Linked DNA regions of Danio rerio: region 2 is linked to region 1. Evidence: chromatin contacts called from public HiCAR-type data. All regions are on one chromosome and are shown on one strand. Each heading gives the region's core, a stretch centred on a gene start, on an enhancer-like site or on the middle of the called end of the contact. The rest is flanking DNA. Distances are from core to core; before and after follow the strand shown.

The links. HiCAR-type assays count read pairs that join an accessible place to other places.
Region 2: a contact with region 1 is called in a HiCAR-type map of caudal fin, with 4 times the contacts expected there. The contact joins two enhancer-like sites. A contact is called at or near these places in 6 of 18 Hi-C or Micro-C datasets (caudal fin, embryo, hematopoietic stem cells and 2 more) and 1 of 4 datasets of contacts at active chromatin or transcription factors (caudal fin).

What each region holds. Positions count from the first base shown.
Region 1 is chr4:18,453,476-18,459,904 of GRCz12tu, forward strand. The region is part of intron 25 of apaf1 (apoptotic peptidase activating factor 1); the gene reads left to right. Among named protein-coding and RNA genes, the nearest start is that of apaf1, 21 kb to the left of the region's middle. Within about 2 kb of position 2,531, at least 1 of the 62 cell types and tissues checked has an H3K27ac peak or open chromatin away from gene starts, as enhancers often do. A contact at or near this core is called in caudal fin, where this site is marked.
Region 2 is chr4:18,546,011-18,552,439 of GRCz12tu, forward strand. The region is part of intron 17 of anks1b (ankyrin repeat and sterile alpha motif domain containing 1B); the gene reads right to left. Among named protein-coding and RNA genes, the nearest start is that of apaf1, 110 kb to the left of the region's middle. Within about 2 kb of position 2,576, at least 8 of the 62 cell types and tissues checked have an H3K27ac peak or open chromatin away from gene starts, as enhancers often do. A contact at or near this core is called in caudal fin, where this site is marked.

The sequences.
Region 1 (6,429 bases), core at 1,281-3,780:
CATTATATCGTTATATATTTAATGTAGTTATAACACGATACATACCTTTGGTGATTTCCTAAAGATAAATACCCAAAAATAACGCAACTGGAATAACTACAGAAGTTGATCTGGCATGAAGGGACCACGATGACATATGATGGCGTGTGCAGGTGTTGTAGTGCTGTCCCATTTCTTAGGAGTAAAATTTGAAGCCCTTCCCCTTCACACTCAGTTCGAAGGGCCGAGGAGACGCGGTAGAGGTTAAAAAAATAGAATCTGGATTGGGCCTTTAGTTGTAGATTGTTGTGCATTGAGCCTTGATGTGAAGAGCTTTTCGCTCTGGTTTAATTAAGTACCACTTCACTGTAAATCAGCAAAAGCTGTGAAATGAATGAAGTGCAGGCCTATCAAGCAGGATTGAGTCTCGCCAGTGTGTTTGTTGTAACGTCATGAGCATTTCATCCGTTTTATCAGACCGATGCTTGTCCAATCGCTCGTGTCGCAGAGGTACATTAGCATGTCAGGAATGGAGCGAGACTAACTTCCATCAACGGTGTCGCTCATTATCCCTCACACATCACGACTTCTTTATTAATATCCTCCGAGCCGTCTGTACATTGTGTAAGTGTCACGGCCGTAGTAATGCTTCATCAAGCATCAATCTGTCAGTTTATCAAATGTGTCTGCATCAGGCGGCCCCTGCGTTCCTGACCCTCCCTGTCGGATAGCCAATAATAAGCCGTGATCGATCGCTGGCTGTCTTCTCACTCAGGATCCCGCTGTCTGTAATATGAAACGGTAAATTAATCATCACATGCGAGTCTCCAGCCGAACGTCTTCATCAGACCCAACCAAACCTGCTGTAAATCTGTTACGACCACACAAAGGACGGAGGTGTGCGAGATATGACGCATCACGCTGAGCTTCCTGCCAGCGTTGCAGTTCAGTTGGGATTTGAGAATTTACGTTGCCTGCGAGATCTGGTTATATATCAGAGCAGATGTTGTGTGAAATCCTTTTTTTTTTTTTCTCACTGAAGGATGCTTATTTCGCTATTTCCTGTCCATATGTGGCCCAGACAAACACTGAAATGGAATAAAGCAAGTTGAGGGTTTGTACTATGGCATGGCAGTTGGCAGATTGAGTTGTGGCGCTCATTCAGTGGTGCATGTTTGAGTCCTGCTTGTGACATTTTCCAATTTTCAGCGTTTGCTTTAACAGCAATAGTGTTAATGAGCCTGAAATGATTTTAATAGAGTATAAACGTAAGAAAATGAATTAGGATTGTTTGGTGTTGTAGAACGGGACAGTGTTGTGTGCTCTTGGTTTAGCTCGTCATTGAGACATCAGGAAGAGTCCTTTAAACGTCTTCTTTCTGAGCTCGTTCAGCATGGCAGCTCCGCGTTCACTTTGAGGTGGTTTGATGTCTGCCTTCTGCAGTTTGTCACCAAGATGTTTTTATTTGTACGGAGCCATCCATCGGTATTACTTTTTCTTTGACACCATTTGTAGTTTATGTCATCCGAGTACAAATAGAAGAACCTTGACAGGCCTGCTGCCGCCATGCGTTTCATCTTTGATAAAATGCTAAATTGCAACGCTTCTGTTAATTTGGAGTCAAGGATTAATGAACGGTAACGGCACTAATAAATGCTGAAATATCCAATAGTTGTTCATTGGTGCGTTTTAAACCAGTAGCTTGAAACACCATGAACATAAATGTGCATTTTTAAAGAAAACAGATTGACACGGCTGGTTAAATTGAACTTTTTTCTTGAGTTGAATAAAAGAGATATTCTGCAGAACGTAGGAACGAAGCAGCCATTAGCTACGTTTCCGTTCATTTTATATGGCCGTTTTGGAATATTGCATAAAAATGATTAACAGAAATGCCAAGATGTGCAAAATGCAGTGCTCCTTGTCTAGCATAAATGTTCAATACGCATACAATGGAGTGGGCTAAAGTGTTTCTCTGATAAAAAAAAAAAGAATAATAAAATAAATAACCAAATGGGCATGATGGCCAATTTATTCAGTTTGTTAATGCAGTCCCAAGTTAAAGTCCCTAAGTGAAAGTCTGCCATATAGCAGTTAGCCTCTTTTACCTCCCAGAACTGTGTTGAGTGGCTGCAACCCCCCCCCCCCCCCCAAAGAGCATCTCGCACCTTCAAAAGCCACCCTGCATTCATTGCATTATCTTTTTAGGCGCAAGCAATTTACTTTATAAGAACAAGGCCCACAATGACTTTTCCTACCACAATAAATGTAATTTGTCTGTTTGTCAGGAAGTAAATATTTACTGTATTTGACTTGTTGTATAAAAAAAAATTTGTTAATATAGCACTGTTTCCATCCAATATCCCAATTTTGCACAAATGTAATTGGTACCTTTGGATGGAAAACCATAGCTATTAACATCCAGTCAATTAAAAATGACCATGGAAGTCAGTGTGTTGTTTAGTATATGTTTTGTACGTTCAGTAAATCTCTGTAACACATCCTTTGTGTTCAACAGAAGGGAAAAAGTCAGACAGGTTTGGAACAAGTGGATGAGTCATGCGAAACTTTGGGCAAAGTGTTGATAGGGCAAGCTTTCACTTGAATTGTGCACTTATCTGGTGTAGAGAAGGCCAAGATAGTAGCAGTAGTATAAATAAAAGTCAATAGTCTCCCTAAACTGTCCTCTAATTGTGGATTGAGTTTCAGCTCCTCCTCTGAGCAGAGTGCTTTCTTAACGAATGAATGTTTAACTCAAAAAAACAAAAAGTCATCCTAAAGAACTCGGCCATTTGATGAATGTGAAATGGATATTTAGGAGTCAATGTGTCTTTGAACATTTGTCATTTACTAATGGTTTTATTATTTTATTAGCGTTACATATTTTGGATAACCTATTCAATTTTGATAGAAATGGGCAAGAGTGATGGCTCATCCAACAATAAAAACATACTGACTGTAGTAAATGCCCCCCAGACAAATCCTATGTCCCTATTTCAGAATACATAGTCTTTGCTTTAATGTCCGTTTTTGTAAAAGTGTACTTGATAGTTGTAATAATAGTTATTTTTAATTAATTATTAATTGCTACATTGTTACAAGCATTGTTATAATGTGTCAATTTGGAATGATCCCATGTAATCTTAATGAACGTAATCAGAAGTTTCCTCTCTTAATAGTGCAGATGAAGCGTTAAAGTTTCCTTCTCTGTAAACAAGAGTTTGATGTACATGCGTAACATTGCACTCCCTGTTAAAGCAGTATATTGAGACGCTCTTAATTAAAATAAAGCATAGTTTGTAATATGTAGTCCTTCTGTCTCCCGGTACGGTCCACGGTGAGTCAGCATGCTTCAATTGTGCAGTGCAAATCGTTTTTATGCTGGAGCGAGGCATCTGTCTTGTTTTATTTTCTTGCCCGTGTTTTCCGTCAGTTGTCTTTTTGTAGCGTGTAGTCAGCAGCGGTCTGCCTTCATCTATGTACCGTCCATCAGCTAAATAGAAAAAGGTGAAGTTTAGCATGGTTCTTTAAAGCATGCTTGAGTTAGACTAAGTCATTTTGGCCCTTATTTTCAAGAATTGATTTGTGTGTTTGAGTTATTTACAGAGGCCTGTTTGCGTTTAGCCTTCAGTCATAAAAGAGAAATGGTTATTATAACCGTGCGTGTAAGTGACAGCGTTCCTCCTCATAAGACAGAATTATTTTCTGGAGGAGAAACGGATGAGGAGGTCAGCCAGGATATTACACCTTTACTGAGGAAGAGGCTGGAACACGTTAAATCACACTGGCCGACTCTTTCTCTCTCACACGCGTGTATGGTGTTGTTTGTCCTCTGGAGGATTTGACTGCTGTTTGGAGACTGCTAGTAATTCACACACTTGAGCTCCAGGGCGTCCAGACCTTCACCTCTAGCAGACACTATGCTTATCGCAGCGATTTATTGCTCTGTGTCTCACAACAACATTCACCTGCAAATTACAGATGGTTTGTTTGTGCTGTTGAACAGTAGTGAGGGGGAAAAGCTGTGTGATTATTTTTATTTTTATTTTTTGTTTAGTAGCGGCACTTGGGGCTGTTGGGTTTGGATGTGTAACCGAGGAAGGGAGATGGCGTTGTTTTTGTCCACTGTCATTTGTACACCTGTCATTTGTTGGTGTGAGTGTGAAAATGGAGGTTAGGAAGCAATAGTTTTGTAGCTACACAGTATATGGCAAAATATGCAAAGACTACTGGATTGGATGGTTTAAAATGAATGCAGATGGATTTGAATGATTAAAATTTGAGATTAGTGGTTATTAGGGAAATTGAGATTGGTGAAATGCTGTTGTACATTTTAATGGAGTAAAGTTGAAGATCAGTGAACGACTCAATAGTGTGCACCAAGTTGGCAGTGACTGAAAGTGGATTTGCTTTTATTAGTAGTTAATGAATGTATTTGCCAAACAATGCTGTTATTTCCTGAAACACAATGGTGCATGCTAGTCTGTTAGCTTAAAAGTACCGTGTAGCTAGTTTTATTACAGCTTGAAGATGCATACTGTGTCTTGAAGGAAGAAACGTTTCTTAATGCTTTCATGGAAGTACTGTGTAGAAGTGTGTTGCGAATGAAGATTGTAAAATGTACGAATATTTATAATGAAATGATAATTTTATTGTGAATATTTGTGTTGAGCATTGTTAATGGTAGCTGAACTAAGAGGAGTTGTTAAATTTAATGTGATTTTAATTTGTGTATTAATAGAAAGATGAAGTAATGTCTGAAAGAATAATTAATGTTACTACATTAACGCATTAGTACAAGCTGTTATCTTTTTAGCTTAAGTAGTTCTGTGTGTAAAAAGGAGCAATCTGCGCAGGCTGAAACGTTTAATAATGGTAATGAAAAGGTGTAGACAACGCATCCATCTCCAAACACGCATGTATTCATGAGAGAGATACAAAGAGACAAACAAGTGAAAGAAAAGTGAATTGCCTTGTTTTAACTAAGGAAGTTGTAAAGTAGCGCATCCGATATGTCAAATGACACTTGCATTAGTTTCTTAGTTGTGGCTTAGTGTGCGCTGACCTGGAGTTTTGAGTCGTTGCTGGTTCTTCCACATTGTGATTGGTTGATCAGCGTTCCAGTGAAGTTTTGTTGAAATTGTGTAGTATAGAGAGTTGGCTTGCTGAAAGTTTGTGAAAAATGAGAATGCTCAAGCTTGGGTGAGGCCTAAGGCGACCCAGCGAAGAGAGGAGCGTGACCTAGGTATGAAGCCTTTTCTTTAACAAACAGCATGAGCACATACACGTAGAAAACATAGTAGAATGTTGACATTTGTAAAAATGTCTGCTTCTGTTGACGTACAAGTGTGAAAGGCTTTGTGGCTTGCCTATCAAGATGCTTACTTTGGTAATTGTAAGTTGGGTGTAAATGCCTTCCAATTGTCTTTTCAAGCATTTTTAGCCAAAGTCATACAAATGGAGGTTTTTCAGACTATAGTTGAGTCTTTTAAAAGCAAAGGATCACAATTTGTGGAAGCATTCCGATAGACAATTAAACGAAATGACCATGTGTTTGCTAGGTTTAAGCAAATGAAAGTTAGCAGGTAAACGAGCATATTCGCGTTAAGGCTTTTACACTTATCCCATTTAGTCAGAGAAATGTCAGAGAGAATGGAGTCTGTGTTTGCCAGCGGCAGAATAAGCACTTGTACAGTAGAGAAGCTTGACACGGATAGCAAGACCTGTCACCGATCTGCTTGCTTTATTTCTCTTCAGCACGTGTATTGCAGTGATGGGAATGGCAAACATTAATTGGTAAAACGCAGCACTTTGAATTGATTTGTATTGCTTAGCGTAATTGTGGTTCGTACAGTTGATTGAAGCCATTTGAATGTGTAGAGTAGGTTTGTTTGAGGAAGAACTCCAGATTTGTTGGACAAACCGTTCCTTGAGTACGAGTCTGTGATCTTGCACCTCTTCCCCCCCTCATGTTTGTAGTGCGCTTGATAAATAGTGGCACGTTTGAGGTTTTGTCTAGAGGGTAAACGTTTGACTTTGGGAGAAATGGCTTTTTCCAGACAGCGGCCGTGGAGAAATGAACCTTGAGTGGCATTGCACTATATAACGCAGTTGCTCACAGCAGCTCATAAAGTTTGTCTTTGTAAGTGGTTGGAAAGCACTTGCTGAATGAGTGATGCGCAAGTTGTGGACCAATGATTTTAGCCAAATAAAAATGTAATAATTGTAAGTGGCTATTTACTTACGGAGCATAAAGTATTGCATAGTATTACTTGGCAAGAGTTTTGAAGTAAATGAACTCGGCTGCAATAGAAGTTACTGTAGCCTAAATGTTGAACTGCTATAAACAGCTGATAAAATGTTGATTAGAGTTATTCGTATTTTATAAGATGAAAGTGTTGTTAGATGTGGGGTTCCCAAACTTGTAAGTTAGAGTCTGAGCTGGCATCA
Region 2 (6,429 bases), core at 1,326-3,825, 93 kb after region 1:
AAGGACAAGCAGCAAAGGATTGTGAGTTTAGAAACGCATTTAAATTGTTAAAGTAGAAAACATGTGTCGAGGTTTCAACATGATTTTGGACACAATATGTGAATAACCCCATAAAGATTTAACCTTACAGATACAGTACAAGCACTGATCTATAACAGATAAGTGGTTACAAGCCACATAGGGCGATTACAACTTACAAAACACAATTAAACAGATATATAGCAAACTAAACAAAACAAGGCAACACTTTTAATTACACTTACATGTCATGATGCGGAGGAAAAAGAAACTGGTCCATATAAACTGTAACAGTTACTGACAAAGTCCCTGTCAGCAAACTTAATAGCAAACGGCCTGCAAATCCCGCGTTGCAGCGTAGGTTATTGTATCAATCATCAGAAAAATGAAAGGAAAAAACACAGCACAAGGTTGGCTATACTGTGGTGTTGTTGTGAAAATTTACTTTAACCCTTTATTCCCCACAGCCAAATCTCAATCTGTAATTAATCCGTCATCTTCGTGTCATGATCAGTCCAGTGATCTCAGCTCTCCGCTAGTGTCTGAAAGGGAAGACGCATTCACATTTTGACCATATCTGGAACTACATATTTGGCGATGTACCGTATCGATGTCGACGCATTCAAGCAAAACATCCGAACCCAAACAGATTCATTCATTTGACTTTAAAGAATCAAGAGTCAACTGATTCTTTAAAGAATTAATAGCTTTAAACACGGAGCACTTTCAGATTTAAACCTCAGCTGGATGTTTCATTCACTTAGTGCTGTTACACACTGCATGGAAGGGCATTTTCAAAAATCCATAATAGGGGCTCTTCAAGAGAGTTCAAGTATAACAATAAAGATTCATTCTATTGAACAGTTTACATGATGAAGACTTTGCATTGTTAATTTACATTTGATTATTCAATTTCAATAAGCAAACACTGTTAAACTCTTTGCAAAAAGAGTTATTCAAGTCATCTGGTGAAATTATATTGCAATATATTACATTTATATATATATATATATATATATATATATATATATGTGTGTGTGTGTGTGTGTGTGTGTGTGTGTGTGTGTGTGTATATATATATATATATATATATATATATATATATATATATATATATATATATATATACACACATATATATATATATATATATATATATATATATATATATATATATATATAAATGTAATATATTGCAATATAATTTCACCAGATGACTTGAATAACTCTTTTTGCAAAGAGTTTAACAGTGTTTGCTTATTGAAATTGAATAATCAAATGTAAATATTTTTTTTTCTCTGACATGCATTGTGAGATATATATATATATATCTCACAATGCATGTCAGAGAAAAAAAAATATTGTAATGTCAAATTTTTGTACTGTCGTGCAGCCCTAATGACAATGTTTTTATTTTAAATATGAAAGATCTGTCTTAATAAACAATAAAACTAATATTTTATAACATGTTAACCCATACCTAATACATTCATTACCAGAGAAACAATGGTCTCTTTTTTATTATTATTATCTATTTCCATAACTGTACAGCATGCACAGAGCAGCCTCAATGTGTCTTCTGGTATTAAAGCAAATGTTTTTATCATGGTTAAGGTGTGAGGGAGTGTAATATGGGTGCCAAAAGGAAAGAACAGATAGACTGAACAAGAGGGGGAGTGTGTGCGTGTGTTTGTGTGTATATGTGTGTGTGAATGTGTGTTTGATGGGCCTGCTGTGTTAACGAAGGCAGTAGCCATCTGCTAGTGTAAGAAAAGACAATTTGCAATCTGTGCGTTTGGAGAGGTGACAGGAAGTGATGAAAACAGGAATGCAACACAAAGGACATGAAAACTCATTACATACACACACAGTCACTGAATGACAAATGTCGGACCACACACACACACACACACTTAAAACAAGACACTGCAGGTAAGCATGGTCAACAAAACTAATAGTAATCACCATACTTCCCCACTTGATTGATTTCATTATGAATTGTGAACAACTGTGAGCTTTCTAAGATGCTGTTTAAATATGCGTGAGGGACTATTTAATAAAAGATGTAATCATTTGCATTCATTACAGTATCTGAACACTGGATAAAGTCATGTAGGTTCAGAATTTCTTATTAAGACACATTAGAGTTTTTACAAAGGGGATTATTTATCATTACAATATTCAGAAAATACAGCCTGAAAAGTGAAAAATAGACAATTTATGTAAACAATAAAGTGTTGCATATAATCAGACATATTTTTGACGAACATATCATTCAGTAAATGTACAAACATAAACGTGAAGTCTGATGTAAGAGCTGCTTAAGATTCAAATTTTTACTTACAAAAACAGCTATTAAAAATATGCAACTTAAAAAATAACAGACATTCATTCATAAAGTGCAACAAATACACATTTAAAGGTGTATGCTGGACGCTTTCCTTTTATTAGTCTAAACTAACATTTTCATCTTAAAGCATACATGCCCTTACACACTTACACACTTACTCACACACAAACACGTCAGCTTTGAATCATCCGCACTTCACGCAAGCTGTCTCTATGGGAACTACCACAAGCAGTCATGGCAACCGGGTAACAGTTGTCAAAAAAACCCAGCTAGACTATTATTACGAGCTAAATGACTTCTGACCGCCTACCAACACGGCAAACATAAACCAGCCACTGCCCAGAAACACAGCCCAGCACAGCATGAGACAAGTAAGAACAAATGCTATTTAAATACATTAAATACAGCAGCTATAGTCAGAGCTGTGCTAAAAATACACACTGGAAAATATCATTTAAAGCATTTTACACCGCTCTTTCTTGTGGCTAAAACCGATGGAGACTGAGCTGATTCACAGTCCAACAGAAAACTCACCACAGCTCAACCCAGGAATTTGGGGTCAATATAACAATGAAAATAATTGAATCGTAATATGACTGTGCTTTAAAAAGCCACAGACTTGCGATCGCTCGGCCAAAAGAGACCAAATCCTCCATTTGGTTGAAAACAATTCCAGGCGGCGTTGGATGCCTTTCATTTGGAGATTAAGCTCATGATGTTTGAACTAGAACTAAGTGATTTATTCGATAAACATCCAGCAATGTAATAAAGAGCATTATGAATCATGAATGAAATGTATGAATATGAATGTACTAATATGCGTATCAATTTCTATATCCCTATATAATGACAGTATGTGTGTTTGTCTGTGTGTATGTGTATATTAAAATATCTGTACAGCTTAAAGTGAATTTGAAGGTTTAACTAGATTAATTAGGTTAACTAGGCAGGTTAGGGTAATTAGGCAAGTTACTGTATATCGATGGATTGTTCTGATCGGGAAAAAAAATAGCTTAAAGGGGCTAATTATTTTGACCTCAAAATAAATGTAAAATTATAAAATAATAAAAAATAATAAAATAAAATAATAAATGTAAAAATTAAGAACTGCTATCATTCTAGCTGAAATAAAAGAAATAAGACTTTCTCCAGAAGAAACAATATTATCAGACATACTGTGAAAATGTCCTTGCTCTGTTAAACATTATTTAATGGGAAATATTTAAAAAAAAAAAAAAAAAATCAGAGGGGGGGCTAAAAATTCTGACTTGAACTGTATATATATGTATATATATATATAAACAGTTTTTAATTTTTTTAAAAGCATATTTTAAGGTCAAAATTTCTAGCCTAGTTTACAGAACAAACCATTGTTATACAATAACTTTATATATATATATATATATATATATATATATATATACATCATAATGAACAATTAATGTTATGCATTAATATGAATGTAAAAAGCACTTTTTTTTACTTTTCATGAAATCACACCTTACAATTTTATGCTCATTTCAATTTATGTCTATAAACTATAATTAAACATTAAACCACTTATGTTAGAATAATATTCAACATTACAAAATAATTATATTGTTAATGCAGAAAAATAACTACATAACCTGCTATCTATATAATTAAAAAAACTAAAATCACTAATAATATATTAAAGGCAATATTAAAAATAAATATATAAATAATAAATTACAACGCAGGAATATGCAGAAATATAAATCTAAAAAGTTAAATTTCTATTTTTTTATTATCTATAGTGCTCAGCATATATGAGTACACCCCTCACAAATTTCTAACTTAAATGAGTCTTCTTTATAAGATGCTTTACAATAATATATTTGTCCATATAATAACTTATTTCTGCATATATAACTTACATAACAGTCCAAAAATGTATAAAATATATATATATAATTTTTAAATATATATAATATTTTAAAAAAGAAGATAAATCGTGAGAAACAAAATATATATAAACTTTTGCATTTTGTAGTTTTTGCAATATTTTGTAGAATTTAAATGTATTATTTTTCTCTCTCTAAAGATGTCTGATGAGTAAAATATTATTTTAATAAATATATCCATTTAATAATCTGTTTTGTTCAAATGCTCCAAAACATATTGGCTATATTCACAGACAAATGGATAAATATATTTATTTTAAAAATAGAGCGTACTCATTTATATTGGCCACTGTATGTTTATATATATATATATATATATATATATATATATATATATATATAATCTTAATATTTTAACAACATTAAATGTATATATTTATATATTTGTTATTAATTAGATATTTGTATAAAGAATATATCATATTAAACATTATATGAATAACTATAAGGTTTTAAGATTCTATCTATCTGACATCCTGTGTTCTGTCCATTTTGGGACTTTTTTAGTTAGAAAATGTCATCCCATTTACATAATTTTTGGAATATGAAATGCAAAACTCAATATCCCAGAAATGACATGATTCTAGCCTGATTAACAAAACTTTACATTTACACAACATTATTACTGTATATGCGGTCGTACTATATCATGTACAGCGCAGTGTTGCGTATAATGTCTCTCTCACTGTCTGTGTGTGTGTGTGCATATGTGTGTGTGAGAGAGAGCAATTATAAAGCTTCTGGGGAATGCAGACATGTTGAGCCCTGTTATGAATATTATCAGATGAATGCCTGTGCAAACCCTCAGGCCGACACACACAAATACACACAGACGGACACACACACACAGACGGACACACGGACACACACACACACACACACACACACACACACACACACACACACACACACACACACACACACACACACACACACACACACACACACACACACATACACACACATACACACACAGGCTCTTACATGCATGAAATGATGCCAGTGAGACATTCAAGAAACACACAGTCATGCAAAGTGTGAGGTTTGCCATCAACTGCCTTTGTCTAAAGAGCCTGTCATCTTCACATCACTGTCTCTGCTTGCTCACAAAAATCTGTGTTGGAATGCTGCTCAAAAATAAAAAATGAGCTTAATAAGGACATTTCTTAATATTGACCCAATTCACCCAATTTTTGACATCTTAAATGGGACACAATTAAAGTGAACCCCTCAAAACCTTAATGCTGAGGCAATGTCAATTAAATGTGTAAACAGAAATAGAGCAGAAAGAGACACCAAACACTTCATGCTGATACTTAATGTCTCAAAGAGACTAAACTCAGATGTGTGTTGTATTGATAATATTTAGTGTATATAGAAATGTACAGAAATGTATAAATGACTTTAATTTATATACCTAACAAATAAATAAATAAATAAATAAATAAAACAGCAATTAAATATAAAAATGATTATGTCTTGAACACTTCACCGGCAAATAAAAGACTGATACAGCCATCTAGTGAATTATAAGGTGTATTACAGCTTGAAAAAAAGACTGATTTTAGGCAAATTAACAATAAGATCAAGCTGTATTTCATTTAGCTCACATGCTCATCAGCTAGCACTGCTTTGGTTTTAATGTTACTCTTACTGAATTTTAACTAAATTAAACCACATTGCACATAACATATAAAATAAGATAAAGATAAAAATAAAATAAATAATATAAATTAAAAATATGAATGGTTAATTATACAATTAAGAAACAACAATCATTAGTGATATTTTTTCCTAAACCAATATTATCTATTTTAATTATATCTGAATAATACAAAGTATAATTTATGTTAAAAAAATGTTAAATATGAAGGTAATTATAAAATTACCATGATATTAATATTATACTATTATATATTAATGCACATGCATTTCAAGAATAAATGACAATTAAATATATCATCATTTACAATAATAACAATACAATAAAAATAAAGCTGCAAATATTATAAACAGTTATAAATAATAACAGATTAATAATAATAATATAATAATAATTAATATAATAAAAATTATAATAATAAACAGAGATCACCAAAGATTAATATTGATAAATGTTGAGGTGTTAAACTGTAT